Linked DNA regions of Mus musculus: regions 2 and 3 are each linked to region 1. Evidence: chromatin contacts called from public promoter capture Hi-C data. All regions are on one chromosome and are shown on one strand. The core of a region is the stretch at or near the end of the contact, and the rest is flanking DNA. Distances in the headings are between cores, read along the strand shown.

Region 1 (3,110 bases), core at 308-2,807:
TGTCATGTGATGTTCCTTCCCTAGCTCCACCCACGGGACGCTGCCTGCATAGGCTCCCTGCTGACCTTTGAGTACCTGATACAGCTGTGCCAGAGCAAGGAGTGGGGTCCTCTGCCCCCAGAGCCACGGCTCTCAGATGGTCAGTGGCGAGGGTGTGTGTAGCAGGGTAGTACGATGGGAGAAAGCAGCCGCAGGTAGGTAATCCGGTGTCGCTGTGTCCTATTCTTTCCTCCTAGGGCTGGACCAGCGAGGAGACACCTGTGTCCATGAGATCCCGTTCCACTTTGACCTACTAGGGTTGTTGCCGCAGTGCCAGCAGCTGCAGATGTTTTTCCTCCTGCTTTCCAGAGGTGGGTATACTTGGAAGCTGCTCACCCTCCCCTAAGGGGCAAGCAAACCTGGGCATCTCAGAAGACAGAAAGGCCAGCGAGCACAGTGAGCGAGAGTGAGAGGGTGGGTGGAGGCCAAGGCTGAAGGAAGGGCTTTGCTAGTCAGGGTGGAGCCGGGGGCACTGGGCGGCAGCAGACTCATTGCTGAGACAGAGTGTGTGTCGGGCAGAGCCAGAGGGTGTGCCTCTCGCCGAGGGGCCCTGTCCCACCAACGACATGGTGCTGTGCCTGCTGCACAGCTGCCTGGGACAGGAGCTCAGTGACCGGGAGATCCCACTGACCCCCGCTGACCAGGCCGCCTTCCTGAACGAGGTCCTGCGGCGGAGCTTGCGTGACCCAGGTGAGCTCCCCTCTGCTTCCCCAATGCCACGCTTCAGCCCTCCCCTGCCCCACGGTGGTTTCCATCCTTCCCGCCCTTTCACCTCCGAGCCCTGCCCCTCTGCTGACCCTGTCCTTTTCCACCATCTCTGCCCTCTTGTAGGTCCAGAAGGTCCTCCAGTCGGGGGCCATGCAGTCGCTAAGGATCGAGCAGGCAACAGCACTCAGGCCTCTGGAGACTCCACCCTTCCTAGCCAGGTCAGCACCGCTGCCTTGCCCTGCGCACTTACGGTGTGGTCATCCTTCTGTCAGCACACACCTGTGCCAGGTCGCCATCATCCTCTCATGCTTAGTCTGGTGGAAGAAGGGACCGAGACTTGGACTGTTCCCTTGTGGATTGCTCTTGTTCTCTGTTGGTCTTACAGAGTGTAGTGATTCCTGGAGTTCTCAGGTCTTCCATTTCTGCCCAGCCCCCTCAGTGGCACTGCTATGCAAGGCTTCTGGGCCCTCAGCACGTGTTCCTGACTTTTCTCCCGGCTACCTTCTCAGGTACCAGTAGCTGACCTTCCTCACTAACCCCTCTGACACAAACCCTTGAGCTCCTCCCCCAGTCCACCAGAGAGCCCTGATAGGCAGGTGCCCCTCTTCTCCTCCGCAGACGTCCAACATCTGACTGCTTACGGCCTGGAGAGTTCCTTTCAAGAGGAAACAAAACCCAAGCTTGGGGATTGGAGTGGAGCTCCGAGCCTGAAAGACCCAGGAGCAACAGGAACTAAGGCTACAGAGTCCCAAGTGCCCACCCTCAGTGTGACCCTTGCTAGTGGTAAGGCTGCTGCCCAAAGTCACTGAAGCACAGGGTGGGGTTGAAAAGCCACTAAGAATGTGAAGACGTAAATACCTTTCCTCACAGACAGTGCCCAGGATTCAGGAGAGCCAAGCACACCCTCCTGCCAAGACTTGGCAGCTAACAGTGGCCGCCAGGCTCCCCAGACAGAGGGTGCTGACGGGCCCCGGACCCGGTGTCCTGTCTACATCTATAGCTGTTCCCTGGAAGCACTGAGGGAACAAATGGTTGGCTTACAGCCTCCACAAGCACCACGGGATCTCATATTCCGGTAGGTATGCTTCATTTAGACTCTTGGCTCCTCCCATCCAAGGCTTGGGTGCACACTCAGGTCAGTCAGGAGCTTCGCTTCCTGGCTGTGTACCCCCAGCAAGCCATCAGACATCCCCAATCCTGAGTGTAGTTGCTAAGAGTCTGTGCACTCTCTGGAGCTTGAATGCCTGATGAGGCCAAGGCATCATTTAGGGGGTCCACCAAGGCCTGTTGCTCCTCACGTTCCTAGGGCTCAGGACCTGGACCACCCCTCCTCATCCTCAGCCTGGATGGAGCCCAGATGCAAGGAGGCAGCCACGCACTGTGCCTTGCTGCAGGAGCACGCACAGCGGTGCTTTGTCCGCGGTGAGCAGGACTACCATGCAGGGAAGGATGGGACTCTGGGGTGGAACTATAGGCTTGGGGACTGGAAGGACAGTTACAGAGGTGATCCTCATGACCCATTCTGCTTCCATTAGGGCTGTTCCGAAGCTTGCAACAAGCACAGAGCGTGACCTGCCAGGATCTGCTGACAGCCGTCGATGCCTGTGAGGAGCTACTACAAGAAATAGACATCACCTCTTTTCTGCTTGCACTATGTGGCCATACTTGGGGTTTGCCTCATGCACCCCCAAGCCCTGGGCCTCTCAGTCCAGGGCCCTTCAGCAGTAGCATCGAAGAAGGACCGGAACCCCGGGAACGAGCTATCCTAGTTTCTGAGTCCAGGTTAGGATTGTTCTTGAAGGTTGTTGAGCAGGGTGGTAAGAGACACATGGACCAAGTTCCTACAAGCAAGACTTTTCAGTCCAGAGGAAGTACACCGAGAAGCAGTGGTACCTTGTCACTGGCTTCCTTTCCGGTGTTGTCCCATTTGGCTTTGGTAGCAGTCTCTCTCCCAGGCATATCCCACCTCTCCTAAATTAATATGTTCTAGTTAGCTGAGTTAGGGCTAGCCCATTCTCAGGAGTGTACACAGACATTCTTCTGATGTCTTCCATATTAATCATATGAGTTCCCCAACTGAAGGGAGTGTATCGTTCATCGCTGAGTCCCCACAGTGGCTACATACAGGAAAGGACAAAGGTAGGACGGTAGATGCTCTGTTAGCTTATGCAGTGTTGCTGCTGAGGAAAAAACAGCTAGAAAAGCGAGGGTCCCACTGGCTCCACCCCAGTGATTTCTCTCGAAGCCCAGATCTCCCGCACTCTCCAAGTGAGCACACATTCTCTCTGACAAGCTTTGCTGCTTCTGTTCTCCTTGTATGCTGAGTGGTACCACCCTCCACCCAGTGGTGCAAATCAGAAAGG
Region 2 (3,110 bases), core at 242-2,741, 800 kb before region 1:
GTTATGACTGTCAACAGATGGGAGACGTAAGCTCTAGCATTCTAGGGTGAGTACATGTATGATTGTTATATATTCAGGTTAACTAGGAGAGAGAGCAGTTGGAGGTTTCCTAATATGAATGATGATGATGAGGAGGAGGAGGAGGAGAGAGAGAGAGGGAGAGAGAGAGAGGTGTGTGTTGGAGATGAACACAGAGCCAGGTGAATGAACTAGCGCAACCCACCTCCATTCCCAAAGCAAAGTGTAAGACAAGTCCTTTAGTGCAAGGATTTACAGAAGAAGATCTAGGAGAAGAAAAGGGTTTCTTTAGTCCGGGGAACAAGTGGGAAATCTTGGAGGAGTTATGTAGTAAAGCTGGCTCAGGGCTCCTCCCGTGATGCCTTACCTACAGTGAACTTTAGGGATGACCACAGGCCACGAGCCTTTGCATAGAATCTCAGACAGTAAGCAAAAAAGCTTCTGGAGCTCTACAGCTTGCTGACAAGTCTCAGCTACACTGAAAGTGACAGCTCAGCCATCAACAGGGGACACAGTTCAGGCCACCACTGGAATCTGCTAGATTCGAAACCCAGTGATGACTGAAAAAAGAAACCCCGGGGACTTCTGAGTGACCAGTGCATTTTTATAAAAGTCCACGTGCATATTTGGTGTTGCTGTGAGTACAATCGATATGAAGAAGGCTAGTCAGTTGGGGAGGGTGTGACGTGAGAGGAGGGGCGGGAAGCAAGTTGGCTTGTCTGGAAGCATATATCAAGGTGTAGCTGGAGATAAAAGCCGTGGCCGGTTGGTGGGTATCTTGAAACCAACCTTCTAATTTTTAAGTCAAAATTTAAAAGTTAGTGTACAAAGGGATGGGTTTCTTGGTGGCAGTTGCATATGTACACATCATTACACTTTGTTCTTATTCATTCCCCCACCCAGTGTCTTCTCACACACTCCCAACCCCTTCTTACTGCTCTCCCTCCTCCCCAATGCTCCTCCCTGTGCTTTCAAATTGCCCGTATTACTTTACTCTCCCCTGGCCTTTTATGGTTTCTTTCTCCTCTCCCATGGTCTCCTTTTGACTTTCATAACCTACACGTGCTTACACACACACACACACACACACACACACACACACACACACCCCACAAACCCCTAAACATAAATCCCACATATGGGAGAAAACTAATCTTCCTGAGTCTGCCCTATTTCCCCCAACATAATGGTCTTCAGTTCCATCTATAAAGCTTCTAATTTATGCTTATTGGGAAGTACAAGAGAGCAAGCCTTCATTTTTAAAAAGGAACAATGGAATCAAATTTTAGGAGTCATGGTTGTCACCAAGCACTGGGGGAAAAGAGAGTTGGGGTAAAGGTCCTTCTTTGCCGAGGCAGTAGACGGGTCCCTTGCTTTTGGGGAGCCTCCTTTCTGAACGCTCGCTTTATCAGGGGTGGGCAGACAGGGCGTTGCTTGTTTGTTTATAGGGACAGTCAGAGGCCCTCTGTGGGGTAGACAGAGAGAACCCTTGGCTTTGAGACTCTGGCATCAGACTAGAATATGAACTTTTTGCAGACCCATCTCTTGAGATCTTCCTGGCACTCTTGCCCGATGTCAGACCACCCTGCCTGTGGGGAGCCCAGTGTTCCCAGGTAGGAGGCCCCAGCTCTGCCGCTAAAGGACACAATCTCCACCTCAAAGGTCAGTTCTCTTCGGTCTCTTTTCTTCCCTTAGTCTGTTTAGTTCTTTAAATTTCTCAGGATCCTCAAGTTCAGTAGGGAAATAATCTTTCTTTTTACAAAGATCATCTTAAAGGACAACATGGGACAATGGTTAGCTGTCACTTAGGAGCCTCGAATCCAAGTTACCAGCGTGCTGTGCCGGTTCTGTCTAAGACTCTTACTTATTGTCACGGTAGTCATTAATAATACAGCAGATGTGCAGTTCGGCCCCACCATCTGCTGGGTCCCGGGCTGGGCCATATCAGGCTGATCATTTATACATGTGTAGGGTCTTCATAAGTTGCTCAAGATTGGCAAGAGAATGTCTGTTGGAATCTTTTTTTTTATTTGTAAGCTTTAAAAATCAAACTAGTTCAAACTTAAAATGTGACTGATTCTGACTGAAGGAACATACTTTCAACTTGTGTCATGGGGAAAAATGGCTACTATATAAAGATCTATTCAAGCTATTAAGAGACAATAAGTCAAAGAAACAGCTTAAAAATATTATTTTATTATAAAATTGATTAAAACTTTATTTAACTTGATATATTTCACTTAAGGCAAGGCTGTGGGAAAGCGAGAACTTTTATGTTGACTGATTGATTGATTGATTGATTGATTGATTCATCCCTTAGGACAATTTGATGGTGAAAACATTCCTATTTTAAAATTAGGAAACTCAAAGCCTAAGAGTTAAGCAGTTTGCTTTAATTTACAGTCTCATTTAGTTGGAGACTCTGCTACAACCCTTAGGACTAAGACTCCTAATTCTAGCCACCAACCACTGTCGTCTGTACTGATGATCAACCATACGGAATTATTTCTAAAAATTCTCACAGGTCTGTGTTGGAATGCTGAAGCGGCTAAAGAAACATGTGGTGGCGTGGAAAATGTGTGTAATGCCACACTCACGGAAGATGTCAGGTATCAAAGCAACATGACGGGTTTATGCTTTTAAAAAAGATTTATTTGTTTTTACTTTATGGGGACAAGTTTGTCTGCTTGAGTGAATGCGTGCTTAGTGCCTGTGAAGGTCAGAAGAGGGCATTGGATCCCCTGGAACTGGAAGCTACAGATACTGGTGAGCTGCTATGTGGGTGCTGGAACTGACCCAGGTCCTCTGCAAGAGCAGGCAGTAGTCTTACAAGCTGAACCATCGCCCCAGCACCCCCGGGTTGTTTTCTGATAACTGAAGTGATGGGCAGGGTGGGAACGGGTGGAGAGAATTTGGAGGTGATCTCCTCTTGGACTGCTTGCATTTTCAACTTCCTCCTCAGTGTGGCAGGACAGACCACGCTTCCTCCTAACTGCCTGCAGTTCAGGCAATAGCAAGTGGGTGGGCAGAGCTTCACTAGGGAACTCTCTGGGGTCTCCCACCGCTAGAACACACCGTGCTTTGCACCTCTG
Region 3 (3,110 bases), core at 446-2,945, 520 kb after region 1:
TGACTGAAGGGGCTGCGGTCTTTATTTTGAGAGCAAATATAAGAGCAATGGGCTTCTGGCGAGTTGTCCCTGAAGGGAGAGGATGGCCCGGGCCTTTGCCATAGAGATTCAGGATTGAGCAGAGACTGTTAGCCTTGATCTGAACTCGTCTCCTTTTCTAGGTTTAATAAGATTCAAAACACAAAGATGAGCATGAAGTGGGACGGCATTGGATCCGTGCGGTACCGAGTCTTGGAAGTGTCTCGGCAACCGCTCTTCACCAACATCACAGTGGACATTGGACAGCCCATGTCGTGGCTCACTCAAGGCTGACACTAACGGACCAAGGCCCTCCATGCTTTTCTAGTATGGAAGGCTGCCTGCCAGAGGCCTGACCTCCAGCCTGGCTGACAGCTGCTCTAAGGGTTGTCCCCAAGACTGTGACTGTGAGCTGTTTTCTGAGTCTAATAGACAGCTGCACCTAGAAGTTCCAGCATTCACTTTGAGGGGCGTTTGGGCAAGCCCCACTTATGGCCCTCTCTGGGGTCAACCCCTCTTCCTGTCCTACTTTTCCCAGCCCAAACCTCCTCACTTTTAGGGTTGGGCCAGCCCCTGCACTGCCTCGCGGAGTGGCCTGGGCTAGGTCACTCCACCTCTCTGTGCCTCAATTTCCCCACTCCCCTCGAGTCCCCTAGGGCCTGAAAAGGTGGGAGGTTTGACTAGGGGGCAGTGTCTCTTCCAGGGGGGAATTCCTCAGATCTGGAGACCCCTCATGCTTCCAGGGGAGGGGAAACCTTTTTCATTCAACATTGTAGGGGGCAAGCTTTGGTGAGCCACCTACTGAGGAGCACCCCCAGGAGGGGACCAGAAGGGGTGCTGTGTTGTTTCCTGGGACCATGGGGTTGACCTTTGCATGAGGGACAGGTGGGGCCTGGATCAGTCAATGGATCTGGCCTCCCTCCCTTAGAGAGGAGGCAGGAGCCCCAGGGCCTGCTCTGTTTATATGTTGCACAGAAACTTGTGTGGGTGCTTTAGTAAAAAACGTTAACGGAGCAGCCCCCTTGTCTGTCTGTGAACGGGATCTGGATTCCCGAAGCTAGTTTGTGTTGTGGGAGGTGACCTGGCTAGGGTCTTCTAGTAACTTAATAAATTTCCTAGCCCTGCCACTTCCACTGTTACAGGGAGAAAGTTTTATCTTGACACTGCTTTCAAACTAGTAGGGATAAGGAAATAGCGGACCAGTGGGGCCAGATTTCTCAGCTCTTCTCCCTCAGAGGCAGAAAGGTGCCCTGGGATAAGCACAGGGTGCTTAGCCACTGCGGGCAGGGGCAGGGCCTCTTTCGAGGGCTGATCCCAGGGCACGGATGGTTTCCCAGGTGACCGACTCTTAGGAGGGGAGGGGCTAAGGGCCGATTCCCACAGCCAGGCTTCCCCCAGAAGAGGCAAGGACCCCACACCCTGAAGGGTCTGCTCATAGTAGGCCACCAAAAGACAGCACAATTCTGGTGTGGGGACTTTGGCAGAAAGGGGCGGGGTATCGATGTCAGCCGGAAGGGCTTGGTGGGCGTGGCTCTGGTCCAGAGCAACCATCGGTCTCCCAGGAAATCTAGCACTCTGACCTCCGGGCCTGTAGATCTGATCAGGAGGCCGCGACCCATGCAGGCCATGCCCGGGGACTCCCCAGCACTGTGGGAGCTGGTGGAGGAGCATGTTCCACTCCCGGAGCGGCCTGAAGTGAAGAGGATTCTGGGGGAGGCAGCAGTGGACCTGAGTCTGGAGTTGCGAGAGGAGGTGGGAGTCCGGTGGGTGGGGGTGGGCCACATTCCTAGTGATCACAACTCTAGTGATTTCCTACCACCACCAGGTCCCTAACCCTATTTGGTGATACCGCCCCCCCCCCCCCCAACACCTTGTTCTCACTGCCTGCCCTTGCTCTCTGTTTAGCTCCTCCCATCCCTTGGCAACCCTCAACCAACACACATTAAACCCGTCCCCTCTGCCCCAGTGGCAAGGTACCCCAGCTCTCCTTACAGGTGGCGATGCTAAAGGCGCTGCTCCAAGAGATCCAGTCTTCTCAAGTTTCCAACTCTGACCCTCCCTCCCTACTGGCACCACCCCCCCTCTTGAGGGACCTCATTCGCCAAGAACTCCGACAGTTACTCCAAGGCCTCCGCCTTAAGGCTATCAGTGAGGGCAGGTGGGATTCTCAGCCATGGCCTCCTTGCCGGGACACCAGATGGGCTGCCCCTGATAAAGAGCCAGGGTGACCTTTCCTGGTGTTTCCTGAAAGGAGGTCCTCAGGTCCCTTCATGCACATGCTTTCAGGGACCAGACCCAGATGTGGGCCCAGTATAGTCCCAGGGTCCTTCGCTTTGCCTTAGAGGATACCAGGTGTGACTCAACACAACAGGAACTCCCGATGAGAGCTGATGAGCCCAGGTAAAAACAGAAGACTCTGCCCAACTGGGGCTGGACACTGTTATAGCCACTTGTGATAGGGCTCGGCACATAAAGGCTGAAGTCCTTAAGGGGACACCTGCCCAGCCTGGCGGAAGGGAGTAGTTTTCCAAGCAGATAAAATGGAGAGTTTTGTAGGCAGGGGCTGGAGGGAGAACAGGAGGCCATGTCCAGTGAACAGTTATTTTCAGGCCTAGCAGATGAGACCAAAGGCTTGGGCTGGAGGTACAGGAAGAGCTGGGAGGAGGTGACAAATGACATGCTCAGCTGGGGACAGAGAGGGATTAATGTCCTCATGTGCACAAGTATACTGTGCCAGTTTCTTATTCAAATCCTCCCACAATCCTATAAGCTGAGCATTGTCCCCAGCTTTTCAGGTGACAGAATGAACACTCAAAAGGACAATTTCCCTGAGGTCACACAGTGAAGGTGGCAGAACTACCAGGTGCAAGCCAGGGCTCTGGGGCTATTGTTTGCACTGTTAGGTGGCCTGCCTGAGAAAAACAAAAGGCTCTAGAAGTGGCATTTGTTCCCTGAAGGGCTGGAATGAACAACACAGAGAGGGTGATGGTAACCTCACCTGTCAGCACCTGTCCCAGGGACCTCACTGTCATCAAGGACCAACTGAATGTGTCTAATATTGACCAAGTTGTCAGACACCTGAGGTGAGGCTT

The links. Promoter capture Hi-C pulls out the DNA fragments that hold promoters and counts their contacts.
Region 2: a promoter capture Hi-C map of the 3T3-L1 cell line shows a contact between it and region 1, with 4 times the contacts expected there. The contact joins the promoter of Ermap here to the enhancer-like site in region 1. A contact is called at or near these places in 7 of 39 promoter capture datasets (the 3T3-L1 cell line, the C10 cell line, embryonic stem cells and 2 more).
Region 3: a contact with region 1 is called in a promoter capture Hi-C map of pre-B cells, with 2.7 times the contacts expected there. The contact joins the promoter of Ccdc24 here to the enhancer-like site in region 1. A contact is called at or near these places in 17 of 39 promoter capture datasets (the 3T3-L1 cell line, the C10 cell line, the HPC-7 cell line and 10 more), 1 of 484 Hi-C or Micro-C datasets (embryonic fibroblasts), 2 of 115 datasets of contacts at active chromatin or transcription factors (embryonic stem cells and stem cell-derived neural progenitor cells) and 2 of 9 other capture datasets (adipose tissue and embryonic stem cells).

Annotation. Positions count from the first base shown.
Region 1 is chr4:118,386,163-118,389,272 of GRCm38.p6, reverse strand. It overlaps Szt2 (SZT2 subunit of KICSTOR complex), which reads left to right. Exons shown (of 72, transcript NM_198170.4): 20 at 25-139; 21 at 237-350; 22 at 559-729; 23 at 871-965; 24 at 1,133-1,256; 25 at 1,366-1,530; 26 at 1,618-1,822; 27 at 2,054-2,169; 28 at 2,283-2,529. Among named protein-coding and RNA genes, the nearest start is that of Szt2, 22 kb to the left of the region's middle. Within about 2 kb of position 1,557, at least 3 of the 459 cell types and tissues checked have an H3K27ac peak or open chromatin away from gene starts, as enhancers often do.
Region 2 is chr4:119,188,376-119,191,485 of GRCm38.p6, reverse strand. It overlaps Ermap (erythroblast membrane-associated protein), which reads left to right and starts at 1,491. Exons shown (of 13, transcript NM_013848.3): 1 at 1,491-1,680; 2 at 2,543-2,627.
Region 3 is chr4:117,871,055-117,874,164 of GRCm38.p6, reverse strand. Ccdc24 (coiled-coil domain containing 24) reads left to right here and starts at 1,695. Exons shown (of 8, transcript NM_001034876.1): 1 at 1,695-1,770; 2 at 1,985-2,176; 3 at 2,305-2,418; 4 at 2,976-3,101. The coding sequence starts at 2,019. It overlaps B4galt2 (UDP-Gal:betaGlcNAc beta 1,4- galactosyltransferase, polypeptide 2), which reads left to right. Exons shown (of 8, transcript NM_017377.5): 8 at 162-1,165. The coding sequence ends at 312.